Regions from separate parts of the Sus scrofa genome. Here region 1 is linked to region 2. Evidence: chromatin contacts called from public HiChIP or PLAC-seq data. All regions are on one chromosome and are shown on one strand. The core of a region is the stretch at or near the end of the contact, and the rest is flanking DNA. Distances in the headings are between cores, read along the strand shown. Region 1 has its middle 86 kb from the start of KLF6. Region 2 has its middle 180 kb from the start of AKR1E2.

Region 1 (6,961 bases), core at 3,219-5,718, 530 kb after region 2:
CACAGTTAGCATGCGTTAGAAGGCACATTTATGGCTAATCTCCCCAGGGTCACTTCCCAGTAAGCAAGGCTGCCAGGCTGAAGGCCCAGCAGGCTGGCTGGAGGCTTATTTTGCTGCGTCTCAAGAGGGACAGTGACACGGATCGTAGCAGGAGTGACAATACATCTGTAGGTGAACAGAGCGCGGTGAGATGTTAGTGCAGAATGTTCCTGCCCATTCCGCACACCCCAGCTTAATTTTCCCTCAGCTTCTCTTCTAGAAACACCTACCCAAATTCGTCTATTTCACGCTCTTCTCTCTCCAGTGGACGTTTTAAAATGCTCTTGTGGACGCGGTGATTTTTGCTTTTCTCAGAGGTGCATTGTCTCGTTGGAAGTACATCACCACCCTCCAGGAGGAAGATACAGCGAGGCATCTGGGGTATCAGATGTCGAGTCTGCAGCAAACCACAGCCGGGACCCCAGGTCTCATGATCTCATCCAGTTCTGTGCAGCAAATGTCCCCGATACTCGGAGACCGAAAGAAACCCCTTCCCTTGTGCTCACTTGTTTGGGGACTGGGCTCTGAAAAGGGCTTGGCTGGGTGTGTCTGGTTCAAGGTCTCTCTTTTGGCTGCAGTCACGTGGAGGAGGGGGCTGGAACATCTGGGGGAGCAGGTGGGCACTGGCCCAGCCCCCCCACCTCTCTCCTCCGAGTAGCTTCCAGCCTCTCCACGTAGCTCCCTGCGTGAGCCAGTCTGGGCTTCCTCCCAACACGGCAGCTCAGGGCAGCGGGGCCAGTTCACATGGCTCCCCAGCGTTCCAGCCTGAGTGTTCCAGAGAGCAAGGAGGATACTGCCTTAACTCTGCCCAGCCTCGGATGCCCCATAACATGACTTCTGCCACCTTCTCTTGGTTATAAATGTGACACGGACCCTCCCAGAACTAATAGGAGGGGAGGTGGCCGCTAGCTGTCTGCTTTCCCCACTCAAGTTCGATTCCTTCTCTGGGAAGTTCCTCCAGCTGTGGCAGGTCCCTCAATCCTGCCTCAACACTTAGGGCTCCCAGGAGAGAAAAAGAAAGCAAAGAGGAAGGCAGCTGGCAGCCCCCGCCCCCAGCCCTGGCCTTAATGCTCCTGCTGTGGCTCCAGTGTCTCCCGTCCCGGCAGCTCCTGATGCTTAGAGCATCTCAGGCTGCCTCTTCAGGGGATTCTCTGAAGAGGCAGAAGTTCCAGAAGACTGGCTCTTTCTGCAAATTGTTTAAGGTCACACAGGAGCTGGGAATTACAGCTCCTATGTAATTAATAGGTTAAATCATGAAGGAAAGACAGTTCTTAAGATGCAGAGCTTAGCAGGTGACGCAGACCTGGACATATCTGATGTCTTCTTCCCTCTGCGTTTGGATGACTACAAATCACAGTCTGTCACTCGTGACCAGGACACGTTTTTACACCAGCACGTTTCCAAGACCCCAGGGGAACAGGGATCCGGGCGCAGCCACGTCACCTCAAGAGCAGGTGGGAAATGGATGTGTGTTATGGCAGAACCATGCATTTGGTGGGACTGCTCATTCCGATGGTACAGATACAAGCCGGAGGCATGCTCACGCCCCAGAAGGTGCATCTCAAGAAGATATTAATTAGTGTTTTGAAATATTATTTGATACTTGACATTCTTTTTCAACTCGAGCTTGCTCTGGTGTATTATACCCTTTATCTGTGAGGTTGATGGCAAGTCATTGCAAAACTAGCTACTTTTGTCTGGTTGAAATCCCAGTTACCTTTTCTAGTGGGGGGTGGAAAGCAAAGCCATGCACAGTCCTTTACCTCAATTACCACAAAGGAGGAAAAGCGGGGGGCGGGGGGGGGGAGAATAACGGGAAGGTAAGAAATGAGACCAAACAAACGATGCAGAAAGGGATCTACATCCAAACAGAGCCACTTGCATTGAGAAGCCTGGAGAAGAGCTGACCACAGCCCCCACTGGACAGCACCCTGGGCCACTGACATTCATGTCCCCTTGTCCTGGAGGGTCAGCTGGCCCCAGCAAATCACATAACTTACATGTCCCTTTGGGAAAGCCTGTCCCAGCCGATGCTTGGGAATGCGGCCTCAGCAGTGAGCAGGAGTCAACAGACCATTGCTCCCTTTCAACGAAAATGTGATCCCTGTCTAATTCGCTGCCTTCGTAAAAGGTCCCCGCCAGGGAGCCCCTTCCCATTCGGATCTGAGTGCCGGCGCAAAGGACTCGCGGCTCACTCCTCCCTTCATTTCCCCACCGTTTCGTGATAGTCCCTTACGCGATTTGAATTTTTAGGGACAGTGTTGTCCCCTGGAGAGGCCGCGGGTGGAGGCTGGAGGCTGGGTACTCGGCCCCTTTAAAGAGGAGGGTGAAGCAGCATAAGGGACTCGTCCCTGGAGAGGAAGCACTGTCCGTTGCTGAGGGCGTGGGTAGAGGACGAGATGGAGTGAATCCCAGCATTTTCAAGGCAAGAAAGGACCCCGCAAAATCGTTATTTCTCTTGGAACATCGAGATGGAAATCCAAAAGGAAGTTCAGGTGGGTGACCTAGTCTCTCTTGTAGGATAGCGGGTTGGTATGAATTCAGTTTTCAGGACGATAGATGCAAGCGTTGATCAAGCTCCCCCGTTGCTATGATTCTGTTTAAAACCATCGTCCTGAAATGAACTGAGTCACCAGGTGGGAGGGGGAATCACACAAATCACCTTTCCTCCCTTCACTGGAAGTGAATTTTGCAAAATAAATTTTTTAGTGTTTGAAACTCATATACACACATATATGCATACATACACACACATGCATATATGATTCTAGAGAAATCCTTTTAAAAGCCTTGAGAGGACGGCCCCTCTTTACGGCCGTCTCCATGGGTAAGGGATGATCCCTGGGAGAGCAGCAGTTGGGAAGAAGCGCAGCCTTTGTAAGTTGCTGTAGCAAAAATGACCACATCAGCTGACATATCAAATGGCATCTCTGAAATGTCAGAAGGAAAGGGAAATACCTTCTCCTCCAGCAGCTGAGAAGTAACGCCCAGAGCAGAGGGCTTGGTCGGAAAGGGAGCAGGAGGAAGCTGCTCATTCCAAGCCTGAACGCTGGAGAGTCGTCTTCCTCCCACACCATCGAATAATGACTTGCAGTCAGAATACACGGGATCGCATGTGAGAGATGCAGAATGACAGCCATGCAGGTTATATGAACTGTCAGTCCTTAGAAAATTGAAATAGTTTTCAAACCCAGAAACCACTCATGATAGCTCTCTTTCTCTTTGCCTTGTTTTAAAATACAACCTTTGGGAGTTTCCTGGTGGTACAATAGATTAAGGACCTGGCGTTGCCACTGCCATGGTGTGGGTTCCATCCCTGGCCCAGAAACTTCCACATGCTGGGGGCACATCCCTAGTAATGATAATAACAGTAAAATACAGTCTTTGTCTTTAAAGACATCCAGCTGGGGAATTCTAGCGCTCCTCTGACAATAATTAAAGATTTCCAACTGTCAAGCCCAGGACTCGACAAGGCAGTACCATCTTCTGTGAGGGAGCAAGATGGGAGGGACTCTGTTTGGGCTCCACCCCACCCCCACCCACTGTGTTGTCCTGGGCCAGCTCCTCACCCCCCGTGACCTTTCCGTCTATAAAGCAGAGGTGATAAAAAGTCCTTTCCGAGTTGTCCTGAGAGCTACCTGAGACCATCCAGGTAAAAGGTCCATCGTAAAATGGGACGTCCCCTGTGCCTGTCCCCTGCCTGACTTTGACAGGCTGACTTCTGTGTCCGGTGGGAAACAATACCAGCCTATTCTCAGGAGAAGACAAGGGGAGGAACCCCAAGTGATAGTGACAGGGCCTAAAGGAAGTCAATGCGGTTAATAAAATACGCTTAGCCATTTAACTGGATGGCCTCCCAAAGCACCCAAAGCTGGGATTTTATGAATAAAATACTCCGTGGAGGAGAGGCTGCAAATCCAAATACCTGCGTGGGCCAAGAAAGGCATAGAGAGAGAAATGCAGGCTGGAAGTAAGAAAAACTGGCGTATAAGCACCATCGTGACTGGCAAGGATCACCTGACCTCAGCAGGGGCCACTGTGAGGCGTGCTGGAGACTGCGGAAAAGGGAAGAAGGCAGTTCCCCTGCAAAAGGCAGGGGCTACCCCCTCATCTCTGGCCCGCTGCAGCCTCGGGGAGATGCGGCTCTCGTCTTGCTAGATGGCCACCACTTTCAGCAGACAGCCACTAGATGCGTACATCAACTCTTCCCCTTTCTTCATGTTGGCTCACAGTCTCTCCCCTAAAAATACCACGCAGATCAAAACTGGGGGCCCCCGGGTCTACCTGCCAGCTTGCACCCCTGCGGGGAAAAGACAGGCGGCAGGAGATGGCCCGGCTGGAGGCTGAGCATCCGCCGTGTGGATGCCAAGATTCGCGCTGCTCCCTCGCCGGCTGATCTGGAATGTGGATGCCATCAGAGACGCCGTCACAAGAAAAGTGAAAGCTGAGTCAGAGCCGGGTCACTTGTGGGAAACGACCGCTGGCATCATGGGGCCTCAAGTGAAACTGACCTTTTCTGTTTTTCTCTCTCCTGCCAAACATTCCCGAGTCCAAAGTACCTGGAGATGAAACCAAAACATACCGCTCTGGCCAAAGAGCCTTTGATAGCTGAAGAGGTGGGTGGCAGGCGGCCCAGGGGCCAGGCGGGAGGGCGGGGAGTCCCGTCCCCACAGGTCAGTTGAGCCCAGAACAGACGCCCAGAGAAACTGAGGCCGAGAGGGTCCCACTCGGCGCTGAAGTCCTGGCAGCAATATTTTCACAACATCTTAGATAACAAACAAAAAGGACCATGTGTACAAAAATAAACACCGCCGTTAAAAGAAAAGTAATCACCCAGAAACAAAGACATGCTTTGATCTTGGAAAGAAACCCTCGTTAGTCTGTCCCTTTGATGAGAATCTTAGTGCCTCAGGCCAGTAGCTCCCAAACAACTCGGGCCTAGAGCTGAATGAAATTACAGAAAATAGAATTTATCTACCAGTCTTAATTTAAAATTGGACGTCAGACCAGGGTGTGCGGAGGTGGGAGGCGGTGCTCTTAGGGGATGTCAATCAATTAGCACCTGTATCCTCAACTTTGTATTACTTATAGACGTATTGGGTTTTTTTTTTTTTTGTATCCTGATAAAAATAGATACATTTTTGATTGGTGCAAAATAGCTGATTCAGTTAAGACTGCTCGTAAGGTAGTGATTTTCTTCTTGCAAGGCTTCAAAGACATCAGCAGTGGATGCAGCAGTAAAACGGGATATTTAGTTCTGATGTACAAAGAAACTCAGTATTTCAGGTTCCACATGTACAATGACACCTGCAAAAATAAACGTGAAGATATAATTTTAAGGAACAATTCCATCTCTATAATTTTTTTTTCCACCCCCCTTTTCCTAGACCCCACCCCCTTGTCCCTTGGTAAAAAATTGCTGCCTGCCATGCCGTTCGGCTGTCACCGTCAGAGTGTGCATTAAGCAGATCTCCGTACCTTTGGTCGCCTGTCAGGGTCACCATGCCCGGAGATAAGCGCCCCAGAAAATAGCTCCCTATCGTGTTGCTCCAATTCGCTCCTTACTGAAGTCACGTGTATCCACAGAGGTCAATGTGCCAGGTGCGAGACTAAGCACAGAGGCTGCAAAGCTGGTGGGTTGTGACCTTGCCCGCAGGGAGCCCCCTGGCACCCACCCTCAAGCCCTCTGACTGGGTAGAAGTAGCCGATAACTTTATCAGGTCCTCGACGACTGGTCCTGAGGTCAAGGATGGTGATTTGACCTCCTTGGTGACTATAGCCAATGGTTATTCTTCACGCATTTTTTTCTCAGCCACGCCCACAGCATAGGGAAGGCCAGGGATTGAATCTGAGCCACAGCCACAACCTAAGCCAAAGCTGCAGAAACGCTGGATCCTTAAACTCACTGCACAGGGCCAAGGATCAAACCCATACCTCAGCAGTGACCTGCACTGCTGCAGTCAGATTCTTCATCTGCTGCGCCACAGCAGGAACTCCTTACCAAGCATATTTGACTAATAAATGATTAGCAGCCTCAGGAGCAAAAAGGAGCAGGGCAGGGGAGTCTGGGGAGACCGGTTTGTGTCCGGGGGCAGACTTAGGCTGGGAGGTCATCCAGCCTTGGGAATGCCCTGACTATAACTGACCCCAAGGCTCAATTTTGCCAGGAAATTCTCCTTCGAGGGAAAGGTGGACTTGTTCTAATTTACCACGTTCCTCGCCTACCTTGAATTCACAGGCGTCTCCGGGAATGTCTAGAAATGTGAGATGATGGCTTAAATAAAGTGGGCAACCCAGCAAACCGCTTTGAGCATGTGTGGTAAGGGTCTGGAAATGAGGCCACTCAGCCTGCAACAGAAGGTGTTTCACGGTCTGGGTGGCTCTGCCCCCAGGGTGCAGTAAGGCTTCATGGAATGTACTGACAAGCAGAGGGAGACCCCCCCCCGCCCCACCCCGTGGATCATTGCCCATTAACTCCTGAAGCCCAGTCCCCTTATCCCCTCGTTCTGTGGCTCAAGGAGGAGCGTCTGTCGTGCCTCCTGATTCCTTGTCTGTTGTGGGTCTTGTCATTAAATGGAGCGAGCAGCTTTAATCACATGCTCTCTGTCTCCTGTTTCAAACCCTGCACAGTATCTGTGGCCTGGAGTTCCCTGTGACGTCGGTAATAAGTGACTCATTTATCTCTGCTGCTGGCTGCCAATCTGAAAGTAGGGGTTTGAAAGAAAGGACCTGAGCCATCTTTCCCTTCCTGCCTTCGATTCGTAATAGGAAAAGCCAGAGGGAGGGCGAGGGAAAAGCCTCTGCAGCTTGAGTGTGGAGAGAAGGCCTGGGGACAGTTAGAAAACGCCTCCTTTCAGGTCAGACCAGTATCTCCGTCCTTGTCGTCAGGGGTCCTCGTGGCTGACGTGGACTCTGGTGAAAC
Region 2 (7,214 bases), core at 733-3,232:
TGTGTCTGGCATATGTATCGCAAATATTTTTTTTCTCATGGTGTGCACTGCCCTTTGATTTTCTTGTGTGTGATTTTCTTAATTCTTTGGAAGAAAAATGGTTTTAATTTTAATGAGTCCAACCTATCAACTGTTTTTTTTTTCTTTTAAGATTCATGGGGTGTGTGTGTGTGTGTGTGTACACCTGCCCAAGATCATAAAGAATTTATATAAATATTTTTTAACATTTTGTACTAGGTATTTTAGTTTTAGGTTTTATATTGTTGCCTAGGATCCATTTTAAGTGTGTTAGCACATGGTACGAGGAAAGGATATGGGTCTAATGAGATGATACCATTTGTTGAAATGACTTTCCACTTCTCATTGAATTGTCTGGTCTCTGTCATTTGCTGTACATGTGAAGGTCAATTTCTAAACCTCAAGCTCTGAACTAAAGGCACGCTCTTGCCTCTCAGGGAATGCTTGAGACTGTCTGGACATTTTTGGTTGCCACAGCTCAAGGATGCTACTGGCATCTAGAGGCTGGAGGCATCTAGAGGCTGGAGGCAGGGGTGTCACAGACCACTTTGCACTTTGTGACAGTCCCCGTGACAGAGTGTTATCTGTCCCCAAGGAGCAATGCAGCCAAAGTCGGAAAACGATTTTCCAGGCTCACAAAAGAAGAAGATCTTAAGTTCCATGGATCTATTCTTTCACCAAAATGGCCATATAGTCTTGTTTACTTTGGGTTTGGAATAACTCCTAAAATCGTGTGGGGTGAATCCCCTGCCTTTGTTCTGTTTCTAAAACATCACTTTGGCTGGTCGAGCGTTGTATTTCAGTATAAATTTCCGATACACCCTGTCAAGTATCATGTTTTGGGGGAATCAACCTCTGGAATATTGAGGCTTCACATCCAGGAACTGGATATACGTTCGGCTTTCTTTAATTTCCCTCGGCGATTTATTTTATACCTTTCAGGGTACAGTTCTTGCACATTACTTGGTAGATTTATTCTCAGGTATTTGGGGCTCCTTGCCCTATTTTCTGCAAAAATCTTGACTAAATTGTTAAAGTTATAGATGACCATTAAGGATGGCTGGTCCATAGATGCCGGGGGTGGGGGGGTTAGTAGAAGATGTGCTGCACTGATTTCTGGTAACTAACTTGCTTTCTGTGAATTTTTAATTTCCAATTCCAGGTTCTCAGCTCCCGGAGAAAGGCTCTTTCTTGCTGCATTTTGTCCCATTGATGTTTTTCTAGCTGTTTTCCAGGTGCAGTTTGTTCTTTCAGCTGTTTGATTGCCTACAGCTTCTTTTTTCAGGTTCTGGGTCTGTTTGTGGGTCTCGGGGTCTCCAGAAGGTGACTGGGAGGCAAGGCAGTTTTTGGTGGTGACTCCATGGGGCAGGAGTGGGGCCAAATCTGTCACTCTTGTCACCTCTTACTCTGAAGTCAGTCCATGTGTCCTTTAATTTTTAAGGTTTTTTTTTTTTTTTTTTTTTTTTTTTTTTTTTTTTTTTTTTTTTGCTGGTGGTTTTTCATTTCCAGGTGCAAATTTCTTCCTCTGAGTGGTTCTTCCTCATGCTGTTTGGAATCAATGATTGTTTTATTTCTTAAACCTGGACATCTGTAATCTGTTCTAAGTTTATATCCTTAGAACAACTGCTCAGTAAGTTATTGTCTTTGCTGGAAATATTCCATCCAAAAATAGCTGCCAAGAAACCTGCCATACTTCTGCTTTTGAAGGTACATCATACATGTGCAAGATAGAGCCGGCTTAATGCCAAATCTCATATCCAATGTTAAAATGTAACTGGAGAGGACAGGTGGCTGTTGAAATGTTCTCACCCTTGGGGCACCAAGGAAAGTATTTAGAGTCAGAGGCAACAGGTTTAGGAATAAGTTTGTAGTTTGCAGCATCCCAGGATTCCTTGGCCTGCTCAGATTTCCAAGTTCAGATACTACCATTATGTGTCCAGGAGGGCCTCACAGGCTGCGTTAGGACAGCCAGTTCCAAGGTCAAACACAGAGTCACATTTGGCAGGCATGGCACCGTAAACAGGGCAGCCCTCTGTGGCTCTGGAATTCCAAGCTGCATCGCAAATGTGTAATTGCACTCCAGCACTTTCTCCATTTGCAGCAATGCAGTCCAGGGCTTTCCCCACAATAGGAAGCTCTTGCCGTGTCCATCTCTCTCGGGGCTGTTATAACACAGCAGCTGCTTTTATAGCCCCTGGCACTGTCTTCTTATCAACCGTGAGGAAACTGTGTTGACGAAAGCTGCACGAGGCCCACCCAAGCTGAGGCATTGAGCTAATCTGCACAATGAAGCTCTGCCCTTACCCCCTGGTAGGTGGGGCACCATCTGTGTGGTTAAGGTCTAGGTGATAACACAAAATAATTGTTTGCAAACTCAACCTATTTGCAAGAGCATTGAAAGGGTTGTTTTTGAAGAGGGGAACTTCATTGTTAACAGTTCTGGCACAACTAGTTTCATCTTCTGACCAGGAGAGCTGCCAATTTTGCATTTTGGGTTCTGAAGACAGACTTCAAATAAGCCCTGGTCTTCGCCTGACAGAGTTGGAGCTTATTTATTGTATATTTTGGTTGTCTTTCGGATGGTTCCTCCAAGGTAGTTTGACAAAAATCGATTTTATTTATTCTTTATTATTTTTATTTATTTTGAATTAAATTTAAAAAAATTATTTTCGGGAGTTCCCGTCATGGCGCAGTGGTTAACGAATCCAACTAGGAACCATGAGGTTGCGGGTTCGGTCCCTGCCCTTGCTCAGTGGGTTAACAATCCGGCGTTGCCGTGAGCTGTGGTGTAGGTTGCAGACGCGGCTCGGATCCCGCGTTGCTGTGGCTCTGGCGTAGGTCGGTGGCTACAGCTCCGATTCGACCCCCAGCCTGGGAACCTCCATATGCCGCAGAAGTGGCCCAAAGAAATAGCAAAAAGACAAAAAAAAAAAAAAAATTATTTTCATTTTGAAATGACCAGCCTCACACTCAGTCGTGAGACATAATAAAAAGAGAACCTGGGCTCCGTGTACCATTCCCCTCCCAGCGTGATAACCTAAGGGTGAACTTAGAGCAAAATATCAGCGTGAGGGTGTCTCCACTGATGCGGTCGAGCAGCAGGCTGTCTCCACCCCACCACTTCCTGCCTCTCCCCCCGTGGGTTCTACTTCTATACTTTTGCCATTTCAACAGTGTTGTATAAGTGGGATCGTATAGAATATAACTTGGGGGGTGGCTTTTTTCCTCATTCAGCATAATTTAAACAAAGATTGGTCCACCGTGTCACACCTAGCAGTCCTGTTTTTTAATTGACCGTCTTCTATGGTACGCATGTGCCATAGTTTCACCCCTCACGCATCGAAGGCTATCTGCTTTGCTTCCATTTTTTGGCTATTATGAGTAAAGTGTCTGTAAATATTTGTGCAGATGCTCTTGTGTGAACCTACGTTTTCGTTTCTCTGCCATCAGTGTCTAGCGGTGCAATAGCAAGTTTTCATGGTAGGCACATACGTATTTTTTTAAGACCCTATCGAACTGTTTCCAGAATGTTTGTACCATTGCACTTGCTGTTGATCGTGTTGCTATGGAAATAGGAGGGAGAGTTTCTGGCACCTTAATGACTGCGGTTTCCTTCGTGAGGTTGGGAGGTCCAAATGGAGACACAGGTTTGGTGAGATTAAAATCACGGTTTTGGAAACAGACTCACAGACATAGAGAAGAGACTTGCGGTTGCCATGGGGAAGGGTGGTGGGAGAAGGATATTTTCGGAGTTTGGGGCTGGCAGATGCCAACTATTATCTATAGGATGGATAAATACAAGGTCCTACTGTGAGACGCAGGGAACTATAGTCAATAGCCTGTGATAAACTATAATGGAGAGGAACATGAAAAAGAATATATATACATATATACGTGTATAACCGAATCACTTTGCTATGTACCAGAAATTTTTTAAAATTTAATTTATTTTTTTATTTTTGTCTTTTTAGGGCCACACCCGCAGCATATGGAGGGTTCCAGGCTACGGGTCCAATTGGAGCTGTAGCCGCCGGCCCACACCACAGCCACAGCAATGCAGGATCCAAGCCGTGCCTGCGACCTACACTACAGCTCATGGCAACACTAGATCCTTAACCCACTGAGCAAGGCCAGGGATTGCTGGTCAGATTCGTTAATTGCTGAGCCACAACAGGAACTCCTATACCAGAAATTAACGCAGCATTGTAAAACAACTCTACTTCAATGAGATATTTTTTAAAAAATAATTTTAAAAAGTCAGTTTGGTTTTGAATGCAATGAATGTGAGATGCCCAGGGCGGAAAGAAGGTGGAGGTGGCAGCCAGCATTGGGATCAAAAACCACAGCTCCTCTGAGGACCTGGCAGGAGGCACAGATTGGAGACCCCAGCCTGGAAGTCATACTCGAAGCCACTAGAGGACACCAGAGTTGAGGGATCAGAACAGAAGGCCACAGAAGAACCCCGAAAACCAAAGGCCAGTGGAGGAAGAAAATGAGAACGAGACCACAATGTGAATTTCAGACAAATTAAGGAATGACCGCAGGTGCCCAGACACCGTGGTTTTAGGACCATGCTGCTATAGGGGGACACTTGCATGCTTTCAGTTTGTTTTGTTTTTGTTTTTTTGTGTGTGTCCTTTTAGGGCCACAGCTGTGGCATGTGGAAGTTCCCAGGGCTAGGGATTGAATCAGAGCTGCAGCTGCTGGCCTGCACCACAGCCACAGCCACACTAGATCTGAGCCGCTTCTCCAACCTACACTGCAGCTCACGGCAACACTGGATCCTTAATCCACTGAGCAAGGCTGGGGATCGAACCTGTGTCCTCATGGATAGTTGGGTTCCTTACCACTGAGCCACAATGGGGACTCCGGTGCTTTCAGGTTTGATGGATTGGTGGTAACAGAAGCCGTGTTTAAAAAATGAACATGGCCGAGACAGTGTAGACTGTGCTGTGGTCTTTGATCCAAGGGGAAATCCATGCTGGGGAGGCAAAAACCTCTGCTTCCAAGGGAGCAGAACGGCCTCCCTCCATGTCCCACTGCCCTTGGTCAGAATGCGTGGAGAGACCCCCAAAGGGCTTTCCTCAGAGTGGGAGGGACAACAAAGCCTGGCTGCTTGCAGATGCGTCCTTTGCCCCTTAATCATGATTTGACTCTTTACTTTTTTTCTCTTTTCTCTTTAGGGCCGCACCCGAGGCATATGGAGGTTCCCAGGCTGGGGGTCCAGTCGGAGCTGTTGCCACCAGCCTACACAACAGCCACAGCAACTCGGGATCCAAGCCGTGTCTGCGACCTACACCACAGCTCACAGCAACACTGGATCCTTAACCCACTGAGAGAGGCCAGGTTTTGAACCCTCGTCCTCATGGATCCTAGTTGGGTTCATTAACCATCCAGCCACGAAGGGAACTCCCTGAGTCTGTACAATTTTGCCAATGTCATTCACAGCGCCTTGAAAAGAGGGTAAAATTTCTTTCAAAGGGAATGTTAACTCTAGGCCTGTCGATGGAAGTAATCAATAAACAACCCCTAACAGGCATAGAAAAGGGTTTTATTTGAGCCAAACTGGGAGATGCACTTGGCGCAGTTCAAGAAGCACAAAAGATGGGAGAGGCTCATAAAGGCAAACGCCACCGACGTACACACGCTGTTGGTCAGGAATTATAACTGGAGCTGGCAAGGAGAAAGGGTGCTTGTTAAGGAAGGATTGGTTGGGGTCCAGAAAGCTGCAGAGTTACGAGGAGAGACCTTGAGACCAGCAGGTCGCAGCTGGCAGCTGCGAGCAGATACTGTTTTGAGAACAGCAGGTGGTGTCCTTCGTCTGACACACAGTTTAGAAGATCCAAGTTCTCAGGGATGCGGGAACGCGTCTGAAACCACATCCACGGGAACCACCCAGCTCCATCCTGGGTACCTGAACCACAGCGCCTTCATTTTGATTTTAAAATGCAGTCTTTTCTTTACTGGTTAGAGCACAGGTACAGTGCATGTTGGACAGGCCGTGAGACAGGCTGGTCTCGTTAGCGCAAAGCTTAAGCCAAACCATGTACCTTGAATGTGATGGTTAATGTTAAATGGTGACAGTAAATAATAAAGAAATGACAATTTACCGGCCAAAAATCTAAGGAGCTAATATTGGGCAATTATTGGAACACATCACTTAAAATTGCTCCCCGCTCACTTTACCAGGAATCTCTAAAAGCCGTAAAAGCTGCACACTGCTTTTTAAAAGTTTCAATAATTTAACAATTCTCCCTTTATTTACATTAGCTTTTGTTTCCTTACTCAAATTATCTATGAACTACTCAATAAGATGATTTTATGATCCATATAATTCTACTCTCTTAATTCTGAAAGGAGTCTATGGGTCTTACAGAATGTCTTATAAAATTAATGAGAAGATAATTGTTTGATTAGCACGTGGAATGGTAATGATGGAGAAAATGGGGTGAGCTTTTAAACAACCCATTAAAATATACTGTTCGGTGAGATGTAAAAAACAAATGAGTTAAAACAGGAAAAGAATGGTCTAGTTCCCCCCAAAAGAAGAGGAAGACTGAATTGTCCCCCTAAAGTATAAGCTAAAAAACTCACTTTTAAGCCCATCAGGAAGCTCCTCCCTCCCCTACTGGGTTGATAATAAGCCACAGTCTATCCCAAATCTTGGCACTTACGAGGCTTTTATAGCAAATGAGAAAATAGTAAAGTTAATGCCCCTTAGCAGGAATTTCATTTGTACCAGTTTCATTCTGAGTATGACAAATCCATTCCATACACCCCGTCTTTACACAAAAATGATTTAAAATGGATGATTACATGGGTACAGCCACTGAACTTTCTCCCCTTGGCTAAGAAAAAATCACGTCTTTAATAACAAAGACTCTTTAACACAATGGAATTTCAATACAAGAAATGACCACAGAGGCTGGGGTTAATTTCTCACTTAATTTCTCCATTTTCTCCGGCTCCTACCTGTCACTGGCAGTCTCTGTAATGCAGGCGTTTGGTTGTTGTTGTTGTTTTCACGTTTTTTGCCCGAGGTCTCTAAAAATACCCCTTTCCTGAGGAAGACAGGCTTGTCCCTTCTGCCCTAAAGGACGCATGACTCCACTTCTAAGTAGGTTAACTTTGCCACGTCAATTTTTTTCACTTAGTGTGTGCCGTATGCTGAAAGCCATATGGCTTCTCTGACCTTG

What was found. HiChIP or PLAC-seq counts read pairs in DNA pulled down with a chosen protein or histone mark.
Region 1: a contact with region 2 is called in an H3K27ac HiChIP or PLAC-seq map of skeletal muscle, with 5 times the contacts expected there. The contact joins two enhancer-like sites. A contact is called at or near these places in 1 of 47 Hi-C or Micro-C datasets (embryonic fibroblasts) and 1 of 2 datasets of contacts at active chromatin or transcription factors (skeletal muscle).

Annotation. Positions count from the first base shown.
Region 1 is chr10:66,399,458-66,406,418 of Sscrofa11.1, forward strand. No RefSeq gene overlaps it. Among named protein-coding and RNA genes, the nearest start is that of KLF6, 86 kb to the right of the region's middle. Within about 2 kb of position 4,469, at least 19 of the 83 cell types and tissues checked have an H3K27ac peak or open chromatin away from gene starts, as enhancers often do. A contact at or near this core is called in skeletal muscle, where this site is marked.
Region 2 is chr10:65,867,264-65,874,477 of Sscrofa11.1, forward strand. It overlaps the pseudogene LOC110255606. Among named protein-coding and RNA genes, the nearest start is that of AKR1E2, 180 kb to the left of the region's middle. Within about 2 kb of position 1,983, at least 14 of the 83 cell types and tissues checked have an H3K27ac peak or open chromatin away from gene starts, as enhancers often do. A contact at or near this core is called in skeletal muscle, where this site is marked.